2 separate regions of the Astyanax mexicanus genome follow, and region 1 is linked to region 2. A link is a contact called in public Hi-C data. All regions are on one chromosome and are shown on one strand. Each heading gives the region's core, a stretch centred on a gene start, on an enhancer-like site or on the middle of the called end of the contact. The rest is flanking DNA. Distances are from core to core; before and after follow the strand shown.

Evidence for each region. A called contact is a pair of places that touch in the nucleus more often than the background predicts.
Region 1: a contact with region 2 is called in a Hi-C map of muscle, with 11 times the contacts expected there. The contact joins the promoter of tgoln2 here to the promoter of ube2d4 in region 2. A contact is called at or near these places in 2 of 3 Hi-C or Micro-C datasets (both in muscle).

Annotation. Positions count from the first base shown.
Region 1 is chr12:27,742,361-27,749,387 of AstMex3_surface, forward strand. tgoln2 (trans-golgi network protein 2) reads left to right here and starts at 4,001. Exons shown (of 4, transcript XM_022670531.2): 1 at 4,001-4,169; 2 at 5,462-6,894. The coding sequence starts at 4,118.
Region 2 is chr12:27,576,993-27,583,541 of AstMex3_surface, forward strand. ube2d4 (ubiquitin-conjugating enzyme E2D 4 (putative)) reads right to left here and starts at 3,173. Exons shown (of 7, transcript XM_022670532.2): 1 at 2,866-3,173. The coding sequence starts at 2,889.

The DNA.
Region 1 (7,027 bases), core at 2,751-5,250, 170 kb after region 2:
AGACAAAGGTACAAGTGCAGCAGCATTTTTAGTGCAATATAAGCAACTAAGAAAAGAAAAAAAAGGTGATGAACACTGCATGCACTTTAGAAGGCCTTTTTATTTAAACTTGCTTACTGAAAATAATTGAAACTATATAATCTACCCAGCTGACAGAGAACGTTATAAGAACGTTTATCAACGTTTTTAAAAGCTTCCAGGAAGGTTATTCTGTAACAGTGCAGAAATAATGTTCCAGGAATGATTTGAAAACATGTGACTAAATAATGATTTGCATCACAGCATTATTAGAACGTTTCTCACATAACATTCTCAGCCATCCGAATATTAACATTGTGAAAACGTTAAAAGTACATTTTATTGTATTGCCAAAACTAAAAATCTATACACATAGTAGAACATACTGTACATATCCAGTATATGGGTCTATCTAGAATTGCAGGAACATGTTGGTCTCCCACATAAACCTTTTGTTATTTCTTACTTTTGTTACAAAAAGTGATTTGTACAAAATCCATTTTGTATATTATTCATTCAGTATATATCATTTAACTTTTTCACTATTAATATGATTTCATGTATATTTAAGACACATTTTATTCACACAATTTTGAATAAATGATTTCCAGCACACAGATGTGAGTGTCTTTGCCTGATTTAGACATCAAGCTTGAATTAATTAATTCATTTTTGTGTTTACTCTATTAACAGTTCTTAAATGTAACCTGCTGTAATCGATTTTATATTAAATCATTTATTTCAGTCTTTAAAAAATATGTTTTATTTCTGTCCTGATTTTATTTTCAATTCAGTTACATTTAATATAAAACTGCATACAATCTGCAAACAGTACTAATGGAAAAAGAAATTATTAGTCTTTTTTATATAGAGTGAATCTCCCATTAAATTTTTATAAACAATAATGTATAGAAAAAAAACATAAAATTCAGTTTTTAGACGGGTAGTATGGAACCTGAATTAAAGTATACATGTGTGTATCATCAAGCTATGGCACACAATTGTGCAAAATGTCACTTGGATTCTGTTAAGCCTGTTAACTAATGGTTTTAATGGTTTATAACAGAGTTGAATGATAAGTCAAATCTTTCCATACTTAAAATGTAATCGTAATTTTAAAATGGACCATTTGTATGTCTAAAAATAAGAGAAAAAGGGGGAATTTGCTGTTTGGTGCAAAAAAGAAAGTGCACCTTGGTATAGTGCCAATTTAACTCATGTAGACCCCACGCCCAAGCAATTTCACTGTCGTAGAAAATGTCCAGTGTCGGGATAAAATGATGAGAGTATTTCATAGAGTGGAGTTGCGGTCGCATCATCTCGATCGTTCAGTGTGAGGTGGTTTGGACTGAAGGTTTAACTCTGTCTTTTTCTTGTCCTGGCGTTCAGATAAAATCAACTGTCCTTAATATTATTGTAAGACTTGAGACTCGACTCACGCAAATAGTGACCTGAACAATGTCAACAGCCAACAGAAGAGCTACGGGAAGCCGTAAGGCAAGAATATATTACATGACTGTTTACAAACAATTTAAAAAAGGACACACATTTTGCAGTTAATATGCCTTATATGGTTCTTACTTTAATATGTACAGTATTTTAAACGCAGGAAGCACTTTAAAGTCATTATATTTAAATTATTTTATTTTGCACTAGTTTGTTTTATTGTGCACTGTTATGTATAGCAGTGAAACTGTAATTCTTTACTATACAAGGTTGCAGCAAAAAACGGGGGGAAAATGGTCTTATAGGCAGAGTTGAACACAAAATATATTCTATTAAAACATATTAAGAACTAACAGTGAGGCAGAAAAATAAACTGTTGATGGGGACAAAAGTTGAGAGTCTCTGATAAAATACAGTGTTGATATACATATTATTTGTAACTTAATATGTAATATGTATTGTATGTAAATTCCACCAGAAGCATGATGGGAAATAATCTCAGAAAGAATCTAGTTGCAGTCTTGCAGTTTGTGATCCCCAGTCTTTGTAAAATCTTAGCTTTTGACTTGTCTTTAGATGTGAGTGTGTGTCAGACGTTGAACCTTGATGGTTCATGAAGAGACACTTCAGGGTGTCTCAAATATGAGACATTACATAGCTTCCCATATTAATGCAAAAAAAAAAAACTAATGGTATTAAAAAATCATAATTTTTCAAGGTAAAGTGTATTTATATTAGTCTAGGACAGACATAAAGCCTACTGTAGGCAGGCTTTATGTGAAATGTGCACATATAGTGTTGTGAAGGACACGTCAAATGTGTTACATTTTATGTCACTCATACTTTTATACTTTTGTATAAAATCCTTCCACACTTTGATCACAAAATGAACCAAGGATTGGGCAGGCAATTCCCCAAAAATCACAAATACAAAGTTATTTGTGTGTGTTTGTGTGTGAGTGTGGGTGTGTATACTTAGACTGAACTAAACACATAATAAAGGGTTCTATTTTCGTGTGGCGGGGCCTACATTTTGCGCTGTCTCTCAGAAGGGCTTGATGAAGTTCATGTGTGTAATTTTGACTTCTGTTGAAGGATGTTATTTTAGAGGATGGTTACAGTTGCAGGCCTTGAGGCAGTCAGATATTTGGTTAAGTTGTCCTAAATAAAAAGTAACAGTAAGGGCAATGATAGGTCTGAAAACTGCCTTCAGCACTACTGAAGCACACAGCACCACAGCAGAGGAGCGTTCACATTTACACTGGCCTCTGTCTCCCCCTCCTGGATGAACACTACACTTCAGTGTGAGGAGCTGCCAGCTTTCTTCTCACTTCTGGACCCAAAAGTAGAATTTAATTATGTGGTTCCGAGATATATTTAGCGAAAAAGCTCTTCTTTGACAATACTACATGCATACCATTTTTAACAAGTACAAATGTTAAATGGTAGCCTTTTGTATCATAACGCTTTTCCCCATATGTTTTGTATATTAAATAATTCTGATTTAATGAGGATTTAATGTAATTAACTACGTACAAAATATTACCGAAGTTTACACACTAACGAATATGTGTGACAGTGATTCACATGTGATATATATAAAAAAAATGTACATACTTTGTAAAATGTATACGAAATGTATAATTCTAATTCATATACAACTTAAATACATTTTAATACATTAAATCTAATCTAATCTAATCTATTTATGAATAAAATGTTATTTAAAGCTATGTGTAAAATTAATGAAGAATGGATAAATATAAATGTTACTAAATTACTTGAAATTTAATCGCTTCACTTTGTTTTTCTTCGCTTCTAAAATTGCTGATTTATACAAAGCAATACATAATAAATATCCTGATTTTTTCCGGATGTTCCGTCGAGTTATGCTACCCATCGATACGTGCTTCCTAACGGCACTCCGCATGCGCTGACTTACAGTTGTTTCTTGTGTTTTTTTATAATAAATCTTTTTTATGTATTGTGTGCATTAATCAACATGGACTCGCTTATTATTACTATTATTATTATTATTATTATTATTATTATTATTATTATTATTATTATTATTATTATTATTATTATTATTTTAAAAAATACAAAAGTAATTTGTAATGACCTCTCACTGCCACAACTATACAAACTGTACAATGATACAGGGATTTATGCTCTTCAAAGGTTTACATAGACTTCCGCTGAACATGCTCTAATGTGGTCCTTCTTTTGCATCTAAAGTTAAATATACTACTAGGGTAGCACGGAGAACACCGGCCCTCCTTTAAAGCGACAACATGTGAACCATTTTTTCCAAAATAAGTTTCCTAAAAATGTTTTTTTTATTTTTTTTTATACAAAATAATTGAAATATGATTAAATATTCTTAATATTTGTATTTTCTGGTTTAGGATACTAATATTTGTATAAAATTGTTCACAAGTTTATAATCGTTTGTAAATATGTGCTTTTATAGAATAAAAGTCGTGTCGCACAGCGTCCAACGAGAAAGCGAAATGTCACCAGGCCCCGCCTCCTCATTTACATAAAACACACGGCGGAGTGTGACGTTGCGTCGCTGACAGAAGCGGATATTTCTCTCGTTTATTCTCCGTTACTGTAGAGAAAGTGTTTCAGTCTCAGGTAGAAACTCACCATGAGGATAACAGCGCTGATCCTGATACTAACCTGCCTCTACACAGCTCAGGGTGAGTCTAACCCGAGAGCCTGCCCGCTAACACACCACACACACACATACATACACACACAGTAACGTTACACATACATACGTACACACACATACATACACAAAATACACGTACACAGATACATACACATACACACACACCTACATACATACACACACACACAGTAACGTTACACATACATACGAACACACATATACATACAGTAATTATCGGTTCTTATGTGTTAATATCAGTTCTTATGTGTTAGTATCAGTTCTTATGTGTTAATCTGTTTATACCTGTTCATATCGGTTCATATCGTTCCTGTTCATATTGGTTCATATCGTTTCATATCGGTTCATATCTGTTCATATCGGCTCCTATCTTTCTGTTGTCATTGTTTAGTTTAGAAGAGTACCAAAGGTGTTCGGTGTTACATGAAAATAATAGGAAGGATCTAATGCTTTCAGAACAGGCCCACATTTACTTTCACTTCCTGAATACCATTAGATTTATTATATACACATTGCTAAAGGTGTGTCAATATTACATTATTTTGTGGTCTCAGCTTCAAAGCTTGAGCTGTTGCTTTGAAGGTAATCTGAATCAGTATTTTACCATTTGAATACATTACACTGCAGACATGATTAGCTTTGACTTAGCTTAACTATAGATTTGGGGTTTGTATAGAAGTACTTTTTAATTCTACTTAAAACATGGAATGAATTGCTAAGCAAAAAATCTGTTATACTTCATTGTAATTGAACCTCCAAAAACTTAAACATCAGTTAAACAACATTTTTTAATAAGTGCTGTTTTATAAACTGGCTTATATGATTATATGGCTTATATGATTATAAGCCAATATATAAAAACTGTTACAATTTGGTGAAGTATTTCCTTATAATCTGTCATTATGGACATTTCACTTTGTTTGATGTGGCTTTCTGTACCAGTTCCTGAAATAGAAAAAGTGTTTTGTATCCTACAGATATTTTTTTTGTGCCAGTAACTTTACCTGTAATATAAAATATAGTTTTATCTTACAGCAAGAGTATCGGAAATTTGGTGTGATTGTTTGTACTTAAACTCAGAAGTTATATATACACATATATATATATATATATATATATATATATATATATATATATATATATATATATATATATATATATATAGTATCCTGACTCTATACCTAAAGCATAGATCTGGATGTACATTATAAAGGAAGGATTTAACACTTTAATTTTCTTCTTTCAATAATTGTTGCTGCTGACCCCAAACTCTTAAACCTTGCTATGTTTTTTTCCCAGGTTCCCCTTTACCCATTTCTGAAGCAAACCCAGAAAACATCTCAGATGTGGATGTAAAGGGGCAGACCATCAGCGACCCGGAGGACAGTAAAAATCAAGCTGATAAGAATAAGCTGACTCCAGAATCACAAAATGTTAATGCAGTTGGAAAAAAAGGGGACCCTAATCAAGATAATCCAATTGCAGCATCTGAGACTGACCCAAAGAAGAAGGATGTCAAAGAAGAAAGTATTAGTGTAATTCCGAAAACATCTGGAGAGCCCGAAGAAGCTAAACTGGGGAATGACCCAAACACAAACGTGCAAGGGAAAAGTGAAGCCAACCAAGGGAAGGAAAAATCAGGCCAAGACGTGCAAAACGAGGAAGAATTGGACAAAAGCACAAAAGTCGTACAAAGTCAGGACAAATCGGGCAAAGATGTGCAATTAAAGGTGGAATCGGGAACAGGCGTGCAAGGGAAGGGCGATTCAGAAAAAGACATGCGAGGGAAGGACGATTTGGACAAAGACAAGCAAGGGAAAGACGGTTCGGACCAAGACATGCAAGGGAAAGAAGATTCGGTTAAAGACAAGCAAGGGAAAGACAATTTGGACAAAGACAAGCAAGGGAAGGACGATTTGGACAAAGACAAGCAAGGGAAAGATGATGCGAACAAAGACAAGCAAGGGAAAGATGATGAGAACAAAGACAAGCAAGGGAAAGATGATGAGAACAAAGACAAGCAAGGGAAGGACGATTTGGACAAAGACAAGCAAGGGAAGGACGATTTGGACAAAGACAAGCAAGGGAAAGACAATTTGGACAAAGACAAGCAAGGGAAGGACGATTTGGACAAAGACAAGCAAGGGAAGGACGATTTGGACAAAGACAAGCAAGGAAAGGACGACTTGGGCAACAAAGAGGAAGGCAATGACCAATCAATCAAAGACGCACAAGAAAAAGACAAATCGGACAAAGACACAAAAGTAGAAGATGAATCAGGCAAAGGCGTGCAAGGGAAAGATAAAACGGGCAAAAGTATACAAGGAAAGGACGAATCAGGTACAGGCAGTCAAGGGAAGGATGATCTTCTTAAAAGTGGGCAAGGAAAGGACCAAAGCACTCACCACGGTAGCATAGATGGCCAGGAGATAGTTGAAACTGTAAAATCTTCTGAACCCAAAGAAACTCCAGATCAGATTGAGGGTGGTGCTCCAAAAGATGTTGGAGAGGATGGTAATGATGAGGATGGTGACGGGGATGAAGAAGATAATGAAGTTTACGGTGAAACAGATAAAGCAAGAGAGGAGAGTCCAATCAATAGGAACAAAGGTCAGTCTGGGGTGTTTAACCCTCGAGGAGAGCAGGATGAGAGCAGCCATTTCTTTGCCTATCTGGTCTTCACTGCTGTTCTGGTGGCCGTACTCTACATCGGATACCATAACAAGCGCAAGGTGGGTGTCTTTCTGACAAAGGTTCAGCCAAAGGGTGACTAGATCTAGTTCCAGAGGGTCAGAGTCCAGCACTGGAGTTTGAGTTTTACTAGTGAAACTGTGATCCTGATAACTAACTGACCAGCTGAAACTG
Region 2 (6,549 bases), core at 1,923-4,422:
TGTGTATGTATATTTTTATGTAGATTTCACCATTGAATATGGATCTGAATGTGTTTGGATGTGGCTTGCACGGTCACCTTGTGTTCAGCCTCACTCACAAGATAACACCTCACAGTTTATACAGGTGTGGGTGTTCCTTAGTGGTGGAATTTCCTATACTGGTAGGATTATTGTGTTTACTGAATTAAAACATCAATTTGGACAGTGTATTACTCATTCAACATCAAATAACTCCTGTTCATGATGTACAAATTTGTAAACCGTTATATTTAACATTTATTCCCCCCCATTTTTCTCTCAAATGAGCTAGGCCAACTGTCCCATCCATTCAGCTGCTATTCTGCTGTATGTCCCCCATTCCAAGTGATGCCCCAAGACAAGGAGAGGAAAAGACTTGCACATGTCTCCTCCAATACATGTAAAGTCCACCACCACCCCTTTTCATACATTTCTGAGTAGCCAGCTCTCTCGGAGGTAAGCGCAGCGACTTGGTTCCTATACATCAGCTCACAGATTTGTGCCTTGTGCTGACTGACATCACCCTTTGGAGTGATGTGGGGAGAGAGTGCCATCTACCCACCCAGAGAGAGCAAGGCCAATTGTGCTCTTTCAGAGCTCCGCCAGCTGATGGCGAGCTGCATAACTAGGATTTGAACCAGCGATCTCCCGATCAGAGTGGTTTCACTTTAGACTGCTTCACCACTGGACGCCCTGTGTTAAATTAAACATGACAGAACAAGATGTATGTATTACATTATTAATTCATTATCATATTTTTACCTAATGATTAAAAATGTAATTATTAAAAGTATTTTATTTGGCACGGATACAACCCATCCAGCAAATGACTTTGAAAATTATACTCTGGAAAAATAGAACAAATTTTGTATACACAGTGTCTACACATCCACCATATTGGAAAGGTCAAGATCCGGTGTTGCAAAGCTCTATTGATTATGTACAATCAATGGTTTGCAATAGACACTATTTTATCATAGTGATAAATGTTCTTATTTTTTTATGCTTAAAACAGCACGATATATAATTTTATCAGGGCTTAAAAAAGTAAACTGGCCCAACTGTAAAAATCCTGTTTCACTGGATAATGTGCAGCAAAAACATAACAAAATTTACTGTAGAATGCATGACAGAGTATTTGAATACAAGTTTTAAGGAATCGGCCAATCTGCATTTTGTCTTCATGTCAAAACATTGTAATAAATATTGTATATTGTTAAATTGTCTATAAATATCATAATATAATATTTTTACTACATCACCCAATGTAGTATATACATAAGTATAAGTATATATTATATACAATAAGTATATATTTTATTATATACTTAAACCCATAGACTTCCATTCCATTTCTCTTCACATTCACATAACTCCTCCTTAAGTGCTGTTCAGAACTACAGGGAGTGAAGCCTAGGCCCACCACAGGTTTACTGTATTTGTGTTTGAGAGCAATGTGTGCAAACTGCATTTTCCAGTGAAGCACTTCTTTAACACTGGATGTAATTCTGCATTGAAGGATGGTGTCTATGAGGCAGCGTGGTAAATCTGTTAAAAATACCCTCCACTGTCCCAGTGCCCTATTTGCCAAGCCATATATGGATACACTGACATTCAGTGTTTGGCAGCTTGGAGCAGCTGCTGCTACTGCTGCTGTAGCTGCATTCCCTTTCCAGCAAACACACACACACACAATATATATATATATATATATATATATATATATATATATATATATATATATATATATATATATATATATATATATTTATTTATTTATATACATATATACACACAACTCTGGAAAAAATTGAGAGACCATTTCAATTTCTGAATCAGTTTCTCTGATTTAGGTATATGTTTGAGTACAATGCACATTGTTGTTTTACTCTATAAACAACATTTCTCCCAAATTCCAAATAAAAATATTGTAATTTAGAGCATTTATTTGCAGAAAATGAGAAATGGCTGAAATAACAAAAAAATTATGCAGAGCTTTCAGACCTCAAATAATGCAAAGAAAACAAGTTCATATTCATAAAGTTTTAAGAATTCAAAAAACAATATTTGGTGAAATAACCCTGGTTTTCATGCATCTTGGCATGTTCTCCTCCACTAGTCTTACACACTGCTTTTGAATAACTTCATGCCACTCCTGGTGCAGAAATTCAAGCAGTTCAGCTTGGTTTGATGGCTTGGAATCATCCATCTTCCTCTTGATTATATTCCAGAGGTTTTCAATTTGGTAAACTCAAAGAAACTCATCGTTTTTAAGTGGTCTCTTTTTTTCCCAGCGCTGTATACAGACACACACACTGACTGCATTTTTACACTCGCATAAGTTGAAGTGCACTGTCCCCACACACACACACACACACACACACAAACAACAATCTAGCTAGCTGAGTCAAAGGCAGAATAAAGACAGCCCCCCCCCCTCTCTCTCCCTCCTCCACCACCATGTATTGTGGTATGTATTGCCTGTGTTGCGTTATGTGAGCACAGATTACAGCACAAACCTTATCATAACAACACAGATACAGCTAATAGCGAGTAGCAACAATATACAGATTTAGACCATCAATCTGTGCGGATTAAAATAAACATTACAAATGCCCCAAAATAAAAAATAACAACAAATCAGGTCGAAGGATGGCGAGCCTTCATCCACCATTCGTCTTTGTCTTTAGATGAGGCTGCTTTTCACACCACCTCCTCCATCTCCTCCACTCTTAGCAGCACCAACCGAGACCTTAAACCAGCCTGAAAACTCGACCGTGGGCGTGAAGAAGCCCGACCACGGCTCTGCCATTCTCCCCCCGGCTGATAACCAGCCTCCTAACTCACCTTCTGGATCCTTTTCAACGCCATTAGCTCGCTGTGTTTCAGCAGCAGCAGCAGCCCGGTGCGTCTCCCTGTGCTGTGTGTCAGTCAGTCAGTCAGTCCGCTCGGCCCGGCTGGGCGGTTTGAATGGGAGACGCTGCGGCTCTTTCCCCTCGTTTCACTTCCAGCCCGCGAATCGACACCGCAGCACAGCCGAGCCTTTAAACATTTACACACTCGTTTACACGACCGCGGGCTGATTTCTGTAATTCTCCCCCTGCTCTGCTCTCACTGACAGCTTTTTCGTGGGGTACTGGAGAGCGACAGGATACTCTCGCGATGCCAGGAGACCAACAAGGCCTGCGAGAGCTTGAGCGCGAGATTTGAGGCGGATTGCTGGGAAATGTAGTTTTCTACATCCGTGTAGCACTAATAATAGATGGTATGCTAGTCAGGGATTTTAATTCAAAATTATGGGTGTGTCATGTCATATCGTACAGAAATATTGCCAACATTTTTTAATATCGTGAACGATATTATACTCTAAAATATCATGCCATATCACCCTCCCTTAATTATCACATCAGGGTAACATTACTATTTTTTTTACTGTTTTCAGCAAAAGAAAAATTTACACTGTTACCATTTCCCTTATATGTTTACTAGAGACAGATTATATCTGTCCAGTATCATTTATTTTACTTTAATCCTGGATAAATTGAGATTTAGACATTTGGAGTGCATTATTAGTATAATGACATTCTGGATCATTGACTTTTGTTACAAATCTGATAGAATTCTTGTAATTTTTAATATCATAATAAATAAAAAAATCAATAATTCAACCTAATTCAGTTAGGATACCGTCAGTGTTGGGCACGTTACTTTGAAAAAGTAATTCGTTATAGTTAATAGTTACTAACTGAGTTACTCCACTATAAAAGTAACTATTGTGTTACTTTTGTGTTACTCAGTACATTTGAGGTGTATGCAAATATACTATTCATAAAGAATGTTAACCAGTCAGGCCCTGCCATCTGCTTCTCATCCCATGTTTGTGGGTGTTTAAAGGTATATACTTCTGCCAGTTTATATGCAAACTTTCTGATCTAAAATAAAGTGGAATAGAAAACCTGGGTACATAGACAAAGTTTTTCAATTTGTCTGACATCCACATTAGTTTTAAATTCTTCTCTGCTCTCCAGTGACTAACCTGTCATATGCCTACCTCACGTAGAGTGAGTCTATAATACAGGTCTGCTGAGTCAAATAGTCAACCAGCACTTCCTCCTGCACCTCAGAGAAAACTTTGTTGCCGTTTCTGTAACCTACACTTGCAGTGATTTGCAGTATTTGCTGCGTGTATGGCATATCCCATGAGGCTTCGCAACTGATCTGACTGACTTGCCCTTCTTCTTGACCTTATCACCTTATCTGCTTTTTTTTAAACATTTGCAGACACATCTCTGTCAGTCTTTCGTTTACACTGCATAGACATTCGGCAAGGTTATAAAAATAAAAATGTGGTAATGGGTGGGGAGCAGTAGCTCTCCAGCCCAGAAGGTTGTAGATCCCAAGTGCAGAGCAACAGAATACAAAGCAGGTAAAAACTCGACGGGAACCCCTCAATACAGATGTAAAACAAAAACACGAAAACGGGCGGAAAACAAAAATCTGAAAACGGGCAACAGAAAATGGGCGGATAACAAAGACCCGAAAACGGGTGGAGACCGGAGAAAGGGTGGAAACGAACTTGCACTGAGCATGAGCAGAGGCAAAGTTAACAAAACTGGCCAGAGAAGCTTGGCCGCCGCTTATAAACCAAGTATAGGTCTCTGCAGACCGGAGTAGTTACGATTAATATAGTTTTATTAAACTCCTTCCTCAGTGTAAATTAATCTACTGGGGGCGCAGGATTGCCGACTCCAAAATGGCGGCCACGCTGACAACTACCTTTCGACGCGCCCACACCTTTCGACACGACCAGTACTCCGAGCTGCAGAGACCTACGTCTCATAAACCAGGGAAGAGATAGAAAACAAAAACGGCTGAACGAGGACTGTATAAGGTGGTTGTGGACTGGGCTGTGGTTCCGTTGGGGGAAAACGAGCAACCGAGGTCGACAAACAAAAAGGTAAACAAAGGAGAGCAGCCGTGAACCTCACGCTGCTCACACACACTCACTCATTCACTGGATAGAGAGAGTAAGCGCGAGTGAGGGGGAGCAGAGCGACGCTGAGCTCTGGCTCCCACAGACTACAGAGAGAGAGAGAGAGAGAGAGAGGGGAAACTCGAGAGGGAAGCAGAAAGCCGGCTATGCCGTCCAAGTCACTCCAAAGCACAGGCAGGCAAACGGCACTTGCCGTGGACTGAGCAGGGAGGAAAAGAGAGCCGGAGCTCAGTGGAAAATCCGACGTAAATTCGCTCCCATGAGCTTCAAGGATCCAGCGCTGAGGACTTGAATCTCAGGGTTTATATGGGGGCAAACCCAGGAGGTCAGATCAGATCAGGTCTGATTAGGGGCTCGAGACCTCCCCCTGGCGGCCGATGAAGCCCTCGGCCGGAGCCCAGTCATTTCAAAAGTTTTCTTAGTTGTATATAAGAAGATGGTTGTAACACTTTTGGTATCACTTTAAAATAAGACTACCTGTATAAAGGGTTTATAAATGGTGTACAATTAGTTTATTAATGGTTACTAATTAGGTTGTAAATGCCTTAAAATCATTAATAATCAAGTATAACAAATATGTAGAAAGTGCAACAATGACCTGTTGTTTGTCAAATAGTGAACCCACAGCCATCTATATTGTTGCCCTTTCTAATTATGTGTTATAACTGATTATTAATGATTTTTAAGGCATTTACAACTTAATTAGTAACCATTAAAAAACTATTTGTAAACCATTCATAACACCTTTACTTTTTAATGATGTGTTACAACCGACCCCACCCCTATCAGTCATTGTTTAGTTAGCTGTATTAGCATAGTAGTATAAAATTAGCAGGGGGAAAATGCATAAAATTTTGACAAATATAAATACAATTTAATGGAATATAGTTCAAATGATTGTATCTGCAATAGTATAAGTACTAAACAAAATATAGTCTTGGTTCAAAAATGTACATTCTTATCTCAAAATCAGTTTTTTTTAATAGAATTTGTACCAGTGTCCAGCCTTTACAAACACCATGTGGGCTCGGGGAAGAAATAGGTAAACATAAGAATAGTCATTTGACCACTGTAACTTTTTGCTGATTGGTGCAATGGGTGGTGTTACAACTCTCCACATGTTAAAACCATCCCCGGTCTCCCTTAGCTTCAGATCAGCTCAAGAACAGTAGAGACCTTCATGGAATAGGTTTCCATGGCCAAGCAGCTCCACTCAAGCCTCACATCATCAAATGCAATGCAGGAGAGTATGCATCCATAGACAGGGAAAGTGCAGATGTGATCTGCTGGCTGCATTTAAAGCATTATTATTTTGTATTATAAACAGCTGCAGCTAAGTGCAGTAAAACAGTCAACTAGTTAATAATACAATTAGTGGTGTCAAACGATTAAAAAATAGTTTGTATTAATCACAACAATATTCGGTTATTCATAATTAAAATTGATTAAAACGTGTGGATCTAGTGCAGCCTTTTGGAATGTGTGGCGGTTACTGTAGTAACACACCATGTTTTTTTGGTTTATAGATACAGTTTTAT